2 separate regions of the Gossypium hirsutum genome follow, and region 2 is linked to region 1. The links are chromatin contacts, called in public Hi-C maps. All regions are on one chromosome and are shown on one strand. The core of a region is the stretch at or near the end of the contact, and the rest is flanking DNA. Distances in the headings are between cores, read along the strand shown. Region 1 holds the start of LOC107924668 (heptahelical transmembrane protein 4). Region 2 holds the start of LOC107899978 (EPIDERMAL PATTERNING FACTOR-like protein 2).

The links. Hi-C and Micro-C count contacts between places; a contact is called where the count stands out from the background.
Region 2: a Hi-C map of leaf shows a contact between it and region 1, with 2.0 times the contacts expected there. The contact joins the promoter of LOC107899978 here to the promoter of LOC107924668 in region 1. A contact is called at or near these places in 3 of 34 Hi-C or Micro-C datasets (all in leaf).

The regions. Positions count from the first base shown.
Region 1 is chrA11:4,851,077-4,856,816 of Gossypium_hirsutum_v2.1, forward strand. LOC107924668 (heptahelical transmembrane protein 4) reads left to right here and starts at 2,194. Exons shown (of 5, transcript XM_016855213.2): 1 at 2,194-2,410; 2 at 2,547-2,601; 3 at 2,748-3,008; 4 at 3,877-4,201; 5 at 4,543-5,440. The coding sequence starts at 2,752. The coding sequence ends at 5,160. LOC107924797 (NADH dehydrogenase [ubiquinone] iron-sulfur protein 4, mitochondrial) reads left to right here. Exons shown (of 5, transcript XM_016855389.2): 5 at 356-634. The coding sequence ends at 412.
Region 2 is chrA11:5,019,706-5,025,090 of Gossypium_hirsutum_v2.1, forward strand. It overlaps LOC107899978 (EPIDERMAL PATTERNING FACTOR-like protein 2), which reads left to right and starts at 2,525. Exons shown (of 4, transcript XM_041080711.1): 1 at 2,525-2,616; 2 at 4,539-5,178; 3 at 5,266-5,291; 4 at 5,372-5,385. The coding sequence starts at 5,076. It overlaps LOC121209673, which reads left to right and starts at 707. Exons shown (of 3, transcript XM_041080710.1): 1 at 707-1,315; 2 at 1,649-1,768; 3 at 2,026-2,221. The coding sequence starts at 1,169. The coding sequence ends at 2,094.

The DNA of each region.
Region 1 (5,740 bases), core at 944-3,443:
TCTCATCCATAAGCCCAGTTATTTAGATAGTTGTAATTCCATTTTTATGATTCTAAAAGCCCAGTTATTTAGATAGTTGTAATTCCATTTTTATGATTCTATGTATGGTTAAAAGCTATAATCTATGTAGTTTCCATAGTATTTCATTATCCGCCTGTGTTAGGATCTATGTTACTCGGACTTTAGTGTTAGTGTCAGATACAAGTATTAGATTTTTGTTTTTTTAATGTATTTAGAGAATTCTTAGAGGTCATATCTCCATGTTGGTGTTTGAGACACTAGTACTTGAAGAAAAATGAAGAGTACATATGTTTCCTTGCTAGTATGTCTTATATTGTATATTATCTGGTTGCAGCCAAAGTCCTATGCCGATAACTTCAAGTGGAAAGGACCTGCTGTATCTGAAAAGTGATACTATACTATTGCAGATCCTGTTGCTTTTGATTTTCAACCATAAATCAAGTTGCGAGACGGGGGCTCAGGTTTTCTTTGTTGCACATTTTCTGCTGTATCTTGTGACAATTTGGATTAAAATAAATGTGATCAACAGTGACCAGATGGGTGCGACCATTTTGTCTGCCTTCTCCTTCATTCATTTATGATACGGTTTAGATATAATCCATGTTTGTTGAAACCTTGATTTCCTTATTTACCTCCTTTCCCCTCCCCCCCTACTCTTAGTATGCAACAGCAAACTTACTCTTAGTTCATATCCCCATGTCCATAACATCTTTTATATTTACGGGCTGGGCCTTTTACAAGAGGTTTTCAAATTAAACTTATACAAAAATGTTTTATTCAAAATTAATTCTTGAAAAATAATATTAATATAAAAACATTTAACTGCACAACGGGTGGTGGGCCTGGTTGGGCTCAATTTAGGCTTGGGCTCAATTTAGGCTCTGTATGAATTTTTTTTGAACTGGGTTGCGGCTCGGCTCGGTGCAGTTCCAATTAGAGAAAGTTATTAAAAATAAAAAAAAGGAAACATAATAAATATAAGGATTTTATCTTTAAAATGTGAAATCATGTTGTTGATTATTGTACAACGAAAGAGTGAATTTTCCATATCATCCTCAATTTATTTGGGAGTTTATTACATGCATGCCCCCAATAGCGTACACATGGTTGCAAATTATGCCAAATTTGTCGAGTAAAATATGTATATGATATGCCGAGTTATGCACGTTGCCTCCATTATTGAAGGGTCAAATCAAAAGCCATTACTGAAATCTCTTAAATTTCATGCATCTACCAACATTTCCTCTCGCTTACGTTTTGTTTGAAAATTCTTAAAAAGATATTTAGGTTAATTTAAAAAAAATAATATTAAATTAACATAATTATAAATATTAAGGATGAAAATTATTATTATATCAATTTTAAAAATTGTCATCATTAATTAATTGATGATAAAAGAAATAAAATTAAATGGTTGATAACCATTTTTTATGATTGAGTGATAACCATTTAATAATTATCACTATTAATGTAGTTAGAAAAACTATGCTCCAATATACAATAGACAAGAATTTGATATAACCTGATGATTTATCAAATCCAAGCAACAAAAAGTACATCCCAAATCCCAATTCTATATATTATTATAACATTGGAAAGGAAAGAATGTTTTATTTTTTCCAAAAAAAAAAACAAAACAAATATAACAGATAGCATACAAGCACCACCTGTAAAACAAACAGCATACAATCAAACACTTGTACAATAACAAGCGACACTTAGAGATAGAGCAATCACAAGCAACAGATTCATGGTATCAAACAATGCGATCATTCATGACTAACGAAACTCGGAAGACCGCAAGCCTAGAAAAACTAATCAACTAGGACAAGGCCATTCATCGATTTAAACACGTGTTATTTAAATGATAGATCAAAATTCTAATTTCATCTCTGAATAAATATTTTTTATACTATTAAGATTCGAATTTAATTATTTTTAAAAAAAAATACTTGATTAATAAGTCACATTCATAATTTAAAATAAAAATTGATAATATATCTCAATTTAAAAAAAGTTACATCCCAATCAAGTAGTTTTCGGAAGTTGCTAGGATGCAATTGCAAAATCCATAAAAGTACCAAAGGGTCGACTGCAAAAGTTAAAAATATCCAATCCCATCTTTTAATCCCTATTATATATATACTATGACATTTTAATCCCTATTATTTTAGTTCAAACAAAACAACCACCTTCGGTATTTCCGCATCTCTTTAACGAAACTGATTCTTTTTCCTTAACTTAGCATTTCGCAGTAAATACGGTTTCGTTCTTTTCTTTTTTTCCCTTTTGGTTCTCATTACGGTTTCATTCTTTATCCCATTTATTTTTTCCTGAAACTTTGTTTGCTTGGTTAGGGACGTGATATTTCCCTGCTTAAGATTTTACGGTTAGTTTTTTTTTTCTTTGTTCATCTTCTTTATTATTAAAATCTTGTCTGTTTGTCTTAACCTTTCTCTCTCTCTCTCTCTATATATTTTTTATTGTTTAGAGTCCTCCGCCTGAGAATTCTGTATTTATTGAAGGATCCCTTCTGGGTTTCTCAGCTGGTGATTCTTCAATCTTCTATTTTGTTTTCAGGTACCCTTTTCTCTTTATGTTCCATTTCTTTTCTTTATTGGATCTTTTTTTTTTAAAATTAAAGAAGATATTTTGGGCTTTAGGGTTACTTTTGAATAAGTATGGGTTGTTTTTAAGTTAAAATTTTGTTGTTTGATTGAAAGCAGAGATATGTGCAGTATGGAAGTTCCTGAAGATATGGATACGACAGCTGAATCAGTGGAGATATGTCTAGTGAGCCCTCCAATGGACGGGACAGGGAAGAGATTGTGGAAAAAGGTGAAGTATCAACTGGTAGAGTACCACTCATTGCCTGGATTTTTGAGAGACAATGAGTATATTTTGGGCCATTATAGGTCAGAATGGCCAATGAAGCAGATTTTGCTTAGCATCTTCAGAATTCACAATGAGACATTGAACGTTTGGACGTAATCTTTCTTTGCTTCTTCTAATTTTACTGCCAAAATGCTAGCTAGCTCAGTCTCTACCTTATCAATGGCCTGTATGGTTGATATCTCACAATCACCACATCACCAGTCACCTTTTTTATGATTATTTCCTTCTGAATATTGGATCATATAACTTATGGATAAACTTGTTAATGTTATGAAGATAGCTTGTATCATTGTTGGGTTTTCACTTCTACTTTAGATCGTTGATCTTTGGGAATGTGCACATATGTCTTACATCTAAAGTCTAGCTAGTAAACATAGAAACATCTTTGTCTGGCCATGTTTTCTATGGAACATCAAACTGTAAAGTAATGCATTGTGAGCATTACGCGAACTGTATCTAGAGCCTCCCCCTGAAAAAGATCCGGCAGGCTTCCATGTGACACAAACATCTCCCTCAACTACAGCTTTAAACTGTTTGAACACTTGTAGCACTTGATCCTTTGTCTTTAATGTATAAACCCAAATCTTCCATGCACAATCATCGATGAAATTGACAAAATACGAGCCACCAATACACGTTAGAATGTACCAAGACAATTACATTTGCCTTTCTTAGAGAGTGGCTCTTGAAAATCGTGATGGGCGGATTAATTGTGTTTTGACCTTTCTGTTTAGAATTGAAAAGAGAAGAATTAGAGATTTAGGGAAGAGATGTAAACATGTGTTGATTTGTGAAGTGATTTTCTTGCTGTTATCAATTGAAGTATACTCTTTTCTTTGTTTTAGTATGATAGTCTTTGAATTTTCTTGTTTTTAAGGTGATTGTGGCTTTACAATATCATGGATTAATATGTTGTCACTTGTACTGTGACATGTTGTGTATGACTATTACCTTTTACAGGCATTTGATTGGGTTCTTCATTTTCCTTTCCCTTACCATATACACTGCAATGAAGGTTCCAAAGGTTGTCGATCTTCATGCTCTGCAGCAAATTACCGATGTATTGAGAAAGGCTGATTTACACAAATTGCAAGCAGAAATCCTGACATGCTTACCTTCCTTACCTAATATACCTGATCTACACAAACTTCCAGAGGAGTTAAAGACGAGTATTCCTCTAATGGATTTGATTCCTTCACTCTCAAGTTGGCATGTTATGGAACATCTATATAGTTGTTTACCTGAGCTTTCCTCTGCTGGAAATCATATTGATCCTCATGTTCTGGTATGCTTCATATCCTTAATAAGTTATCTATGTTTATGTTCTGGTATGCTTCATATCCTTAATAAGTTATCTCATAAATCTTAATAGTTTGCCTAATTTCAGAAGTAACGATGGCTGGCTGCCTTCTAATCACTAGCTTTTCTCTGCCTTCTAATCACTTGATGGATTTGTGGGTTTTTATTGATATTATATAGTTTCTTTGTAAAAAGAATAGTTTTTTTAGTTATTTTTTCGGTTAACTTGTGACACCAGCTCATTCAGGGATTTTAAATTTTAGTATAGATTAACTCATCTTGGGAGGTTCAGGAACCTAATACTTTTCCTTTCGTTCTAAATTGCAGGAGAGTGTTAAAGAGCCGATAACACGGTGGCCTTTTTTTGCCTTCTTGGGTGGTGCAATGTTTTGCTTGCTAGCTAGCAGCACATGCCACCTTTTATCATGCCACTCTGAACGCCTATCGTATATCATGCTCAGGCTAGACTATGCTGGGATTGCGGCTCTTATAGCAACTTCCTTCTATCCTCCTGTGTATTACTCCTTCATGTGTGATCCGTTCTTCTGCAATCTCTATTTGGGATCTATAACCATCTTGGGAATTGCAACAATCTTGTTTTCCTTATTGCCAGTATTTGAGAAGCCTGAGTTTCGCAGCACTCGAGCATCCCTCTTCTTTGGCATGGGCATGTCCGGGGTAGCGCCCATTATTCACAAACTTATCTTGTTCTGGCACCAGCCGGAGGCACTTTACACAACCTTGTACGAGATTCTGATGGGGCTTTTGTATGGCATGGGAGCTTTGGTGTATGCCTTGAGGATTCCGGAGCGGTGGATGCCTGGAAAATTCGACATTGCTGGGCACAGCCACCAACTTTTTCACATCTTGGTTGTTGCCGGTGCCATCACTCATTATAAGGCCGGACTGGTTTACCTCAAATGGCGAGATCTAAATGGTTGTTAAAATAATCGATATTAGGCAAAACAATGGAATGGATGGATGGCAAAGGGTATTATAATCCATTTGTAGCTATGTAGTTAAAATGCATTTAATGCGGTTGGAATATATTATAATCCATTTGTAGCTACGTATATCCTTCATAAATCAGTTATCTCAAAGTCATGAACCGTACGTGCAGTTTCAACATTATTATACTATCTTGTAAAACCCTGTTCAACTTTCTTACTCCGGAATATATTATCTTGTATGAAGAGCTTTTCAGAATGACATCTGGATTGATTCATGTTCTGGGTGTTCTGGGTTCATAATTCGAATTTCTTGATTTATTGTAGAGATCTCCTTTTAGCATAATCTTTTATTTAATTAAAACCCAAGAATATATAGTATTTTATCTTTGATTTAAACCTTAGTTGTAATTATCTCAATATTAGCACTTCTGTTTTATTTTAATCCAAAAATTAAATACTATATTATGTATATATGGAAACCAAAATGTTAATTTCATTTTAAAATGTAAAAAAATTCTATATTATTTATAAATTAAATTAGTTTTTGAGTAAATAATGATTCAAGTTCTAAATTT
Region 2 (5,385 bases), core at 1,275-3,774, 170 kb after region 1:
GATAGTAAGATTTGGTGAAAACATGAGATTATAGACAATCATATTTAAGAAATATATGTAATAATGAACAAAAAAAAATTGAAATTATATAAATAAATAAATCAAATAACTTGAAGTAATACAAAATTTAAGGATAAATAGGTGTACGTGTAATATTACATTTAGAAATAAAAATAGCAAACAAATAGTTAAAAGTAATGTTGGATAATAATCTAGGTAGAGTATTAAAAAGGAATAATAATAAAATACTATGATAGTAATGATGACAATATTAATAATCAAATTGCAACAACAAAACGAACAAAGTGGCTCAAAATAAAATCAAAATCAAAATAGGAGGTGCATAATAATAAAAGGTAAAATATAAGAAATACATAATAATAATAATAATAATAATAATAATAATAATCCGCGTAGTAGAAAACACAAATAATCTAGATTTTAAAATATACGTGTATATATATAGATATATATAAAAGTACTTAAATGGAATATTATACAAAGTGTTAGGATAATATAACATGAAAATTCCAAAATAATGATTTTTCAACAAGGCAAAACCAATAAAGCAATTTCGGCAAAAAGAGAAAAAAATAATAATAAATAAATAAAAATAATAAAAAAAAATAAAAAAATTGAATGAATCCTTTTGGAAATAAGTATTGAATAGATAATAAGCCTAATTAAAATAAATTTAAAATAAAAGGGGTAATCTGAAAATAAAGAAACCAACATGGGGGATCACTGTGTAATGTGCGCAAATGCACAAGGACTAAAACTGGAAATAATCCAGGTCCCATAATGTAGTGCTTAGACGCGGACCGAATTGCCAACATGCGTAAATTTTGAAGCCAAATTAAAAAAGGAAGTGAAATAAATAAGGCATGGTTGAGTGCTTGCACAAAGGGGGAGGACTCAATGTGAAATTCCCCTATTTTCAACTTAAAAGGCGCAGATCAGGCCTGTTAAACAAGTTGAAATGCGGGCCTTCCTTTTTACAAATAATTTAAAACCCCTTTTTCAAATGCAGCCACCTTTTAACTAAAAAAATCTATAATCCTAAAATCAATTAAACATTGCAGCAAAAAAACAAAAAAAGGAAAGAAAAAGGGGAAACCCAAAATGTTTGCCCCCGTTTGGTCTGCCGTTCAACCACCATCAGTCCACCATGAACGATGGATGGTGGTCTACCAAAGCGTTCCCCTTATGCCTTCATTTAAAGCCCAGCCTCAAGGCTCATCAATTTCGGCCTCAAAACCCCTCTCAACCTTCGACGCCGGCGAAGAAGACGAGGATTTGGTGGCTCGTTCGCAAAGTAAGTCTTCTATCTTCTCTTTATTATACTAAAACGCATGCAGAGCAAAAAAGAAAACAAAATAGACCTGAGAAAAATAATGTACAAGACTTTTGAAATCTTTTTTTCTTTTTGATTGCTCTTTTTTTTATGTTTCAATCTATGTGTGTATAAAAATACAATGTTTTTTTTTATTCCCGAAATTCCCCTATTTTCAATCAGTTCCCTCTCCCCAAAATACCATCAATCCCCCCGTACAATTTTTTATTCGGATTTTTATAACCCATTTTCATCTAATTTCCTATTGTTTCTGTTTTGTCTCTTTGCATGGGATGGGCACGATGGAGGTGACAGAGGCATGGGGTGCAGACGGTGATGGGCATGCGTGGAGGCTGGCGCGGAGCAGAGGCGTGCGAGGTTGAGTGGTTGCGCACATGGGGCAACGGCGCAAGTGGGCAAGTGGGGGGTTTGCTGGTATGGGCCCGGGCAGATTTTGGGCTTTACATATGTTACAATTAATGAAAAAAATTTCGGACTTATGAGCATTTCTCTCAACAATATCATTTCTTAATTCTCTTCTTAAAAAGCAATCTACTTAGTCATTACATTCACTTATTAATTCTTATATTTTGTTCTTTCAAGAAAGTAACATTTGCTAGTTGAAAGCTTCCCAACAATAATGCAATGGATCTCATCTAACATGTGCAAGTATAACACGATTTTGCGAACAGTGGTTGAATTATTCGGCAAGAAAAGCTTGGCTCGACATAAGGTTTAATGTATGTGTATTTTGCCGGTAATTGAAGCTGCTGGATTTGACAAAGCAACAACAATAAGAGGTTATATCTTAGAGGCAAGTAGGCTCTATTAATTAAGCTTCTCATCTATGATCTATCCCTTTTCCTTATCGCTTATTTTAATTTCAATCTTTTTGACAATGATTACACATAATTAGAAATTCAGCTCAAATTTGGATATTACTTTAAAATTATTACAAGTACAGATTAATCATAAAATTTACATCTTTTCCAGAACTTCAATAAATTACTATATTGTTTCTAATAGGGCAAAATTCCATAAGTTTGATGTGGGTGTCCATAAAGACGTTAGAGTAACCGTCATACCAAATATAAGAGTTGCTCTAGAATCTAATTGCGTGGATATAAATTGACAAGGGACAAGTTGCTAATTAGTAAATGGTGGTTTCACTGTAGTTTTCATACAGGATGCCATTGGATAGACGAGGGTCCAGGCTGAGAACAATTGCACGAGCTGAAGCCCACTTTGCGAAATATTGTTGACTTGATCAATTTAGATGAAAGGTATGATGTCAACGTCCATGGGCTAAGTCTGCTTTACATTCTTCAATACAAACATCCAATTATTCATCCCACTCCACCAGTTGAACTTGTATTAAATTAGGTTTACACTGTGATAATTTTTTAATTCTATCAACATATCCACCACCAATTTCTTTTCATCCTCATACCTTCTGCGTCCCTCTTCCTTTATTTTATTCTCCAATTAAAATATTTACATGAAAAATGGTCATGATCAAGAGTTTATTTTGGACGTTGAAATTTAAATTATAAAATTTTAAAAGAGTTAAAAATATAATTTGTCAGTGTATTAATATAAAATTTTATAACTTTTAAAAGATTGAATTATATATTTTTTTTAAAATTTTTGAAGAGAGCATAATTAAATTTAAATTTTAAGAAGAGTCAAAATATAATTTTATTATTAAATTAACTTAAAACCTTATATATATTCAATGGACTAAAGGAACAATTTTTTATTTTAGGAAAGCAGAGCCTTTGTCTACCCCTCTAATTTCAACCTTGGACACCACATATTAATGGATAAGGAAAATTTTCATCTTGTAATTTTTTACACAACTTCTATTATTATTAATAAATTTTATCTAATCTCTTAAATCGGAAGATAACATGTGTTTAAGCATATTTAAGCTCACATCTTTCTAGATGTTGAAACAACAACAACGCTAATTGAGGATAAATGACTTCTGTTTATATGAATTCAATCATCTCATCATATTTCTCCCTTCTCCCCTCACACTTACTTTTGTCTCGAGTCTCAGTTTCAGTCTTTCTTTCATATTTTTCCTCTCCATTCTCTCTTACAACATGGTGACCCCACAAGAAGATCACTATTTTTGACAAACCATGATGCTCACTTGTGGGCATGGCATTGTTAGTTGGAAACTTGGAATCAGCACACTAGTTCTAGTTTGGTGGTTATGGGCTTGATTCGTCGGATGCTCATATTTGCTACTAGCTAACTTTAACCATTGCCTCTATGGATCCGCAGCAGATGACTAACTAGATATGCGGGCTTGGCATGCAGGCTTCTTGTTGTTTCCGGTCTACCTAGTTTCTTCAAAGCTTTTGGTCTTGCCTTGTTAACTCTACTCAAGTGTTGTTAGCACTTAGCCTTACATTAGACAGAAATGGTGTTTGGGAAACAACACCAGTGAATTTGAAGTTCTTTTAATTGCACCACACTCCAATTTTGTCATTGACTCATGCCCCCCACTCTATTTTTTTTTCACTTTCATTGTAATTAACTAGGATTTTTAAATTGAAAATGTAAAAAAAAAATTCATTTTAACACTTAAAGTGTAGGACTAAATTTTAACCAAATAAATATATATATCTCAATGCTTATATGACGTAAATTAATAATAATACTAAAATAATAAACATATGAGAATGGATTAGTAGGAAGTCTAATAGGGTGGTTCATAAGCTTGCTAGTGTGACCTTATTATTTATTAACTACTCAGTCTGGGGAAGGCCTCCAAATTGTATTAGTGATGTTCATTATTTTGATATATCTTTATTTTATTCCTTTGAAAATGGATTGTCAGGTTTGAGTGTATTATGTAAGCCTCTTACTTTTTCTTTGAGTGTATTATGTAAGCCTCTTACTTTTTCTTTCTCTGATTTTTTTTCCTTATTTTCTTTAAAAAAATATAAAAACTTAAAAAAAAAAGGAAGGAGAATATATATTTTAAATTTTAGTATAATAAAAAAATTATTATAAAGTAATCATTTAACGATCATATTGATTATTAAAAAAACATAAATATAATTTACTAATTATATAGTAATGATTAAAGACGTAAGAGAGATAAGAGAGGAGAAAGTGAGAAACTACAATATTTACTGCTATTATTATTTAGATAATAGTGTTGACCGTCTTTTTGTCCGTGAATTAACAGAAAAAGAAGATACGGTGGAACTGCCCGCACTCACCACCAGCACACCAAACAAATGTAAATTTGACGAAGCGAAATTCCAATTTCCCACAGCTGTTATTTCACGTCCTTTTGTGTAAATTCGGTGGTAGCTCTCTTTGTTGTTTTGGTTCCTAGTTGTCTTCTTCTTTCCTCTCTCAAAGCCTTTCTCTGTTTTTACTGTCAACTGTTTGAAAAACTTTGTTCGTCCTGTAGCTTTGAGGTGGTCGGGGAGTTGGCTCAACATACGAGGCTAATCTATTCTGCCTTCTTTCCCTTTCTTTCTTTTTCTTTGATTCTGCAAAGCTTATTTGCCCTTCCATGTTCCATCATTTTATCAGACTCCAACTTTTTGTTTATATTCTGCTCTCCATTCATTTACTCAAACCACCCACTTCTTTTATATATCAACTTACTGCAATCTCTTTGATCTCATTTTGCACCCTCTCATGGTCTCTTCTGTAAAGTTTTTCACTGACTTTATGTAGTTTAGAGCCTTTCTATTGTTCTCATCAAAACAAAATGGTTTGCAGTCAAAGTTTCATAGTTCCCCAGAGAGCTTGCCATATTCTCCTTTGTTTTCTCTTGATCTTAACCACGACCCAAGCTAGATACAAAGCTGAAGGTAATTCATTACTCGTTTATTTCATTTCATATATTTGGTACGATTTTGAAGTGAATTTCCTTTGATTCCCACTTATTTTCACTGCAGGTAAACCAAATCCCATATCTGATAAGGTGAGCTTTGCAGACAATTTGAAAACCAAAACTATATATACTTGTTTTGCTCTGACTTGGTGTTGTTAATTTGAATATAGAGAGTTGCAAATGA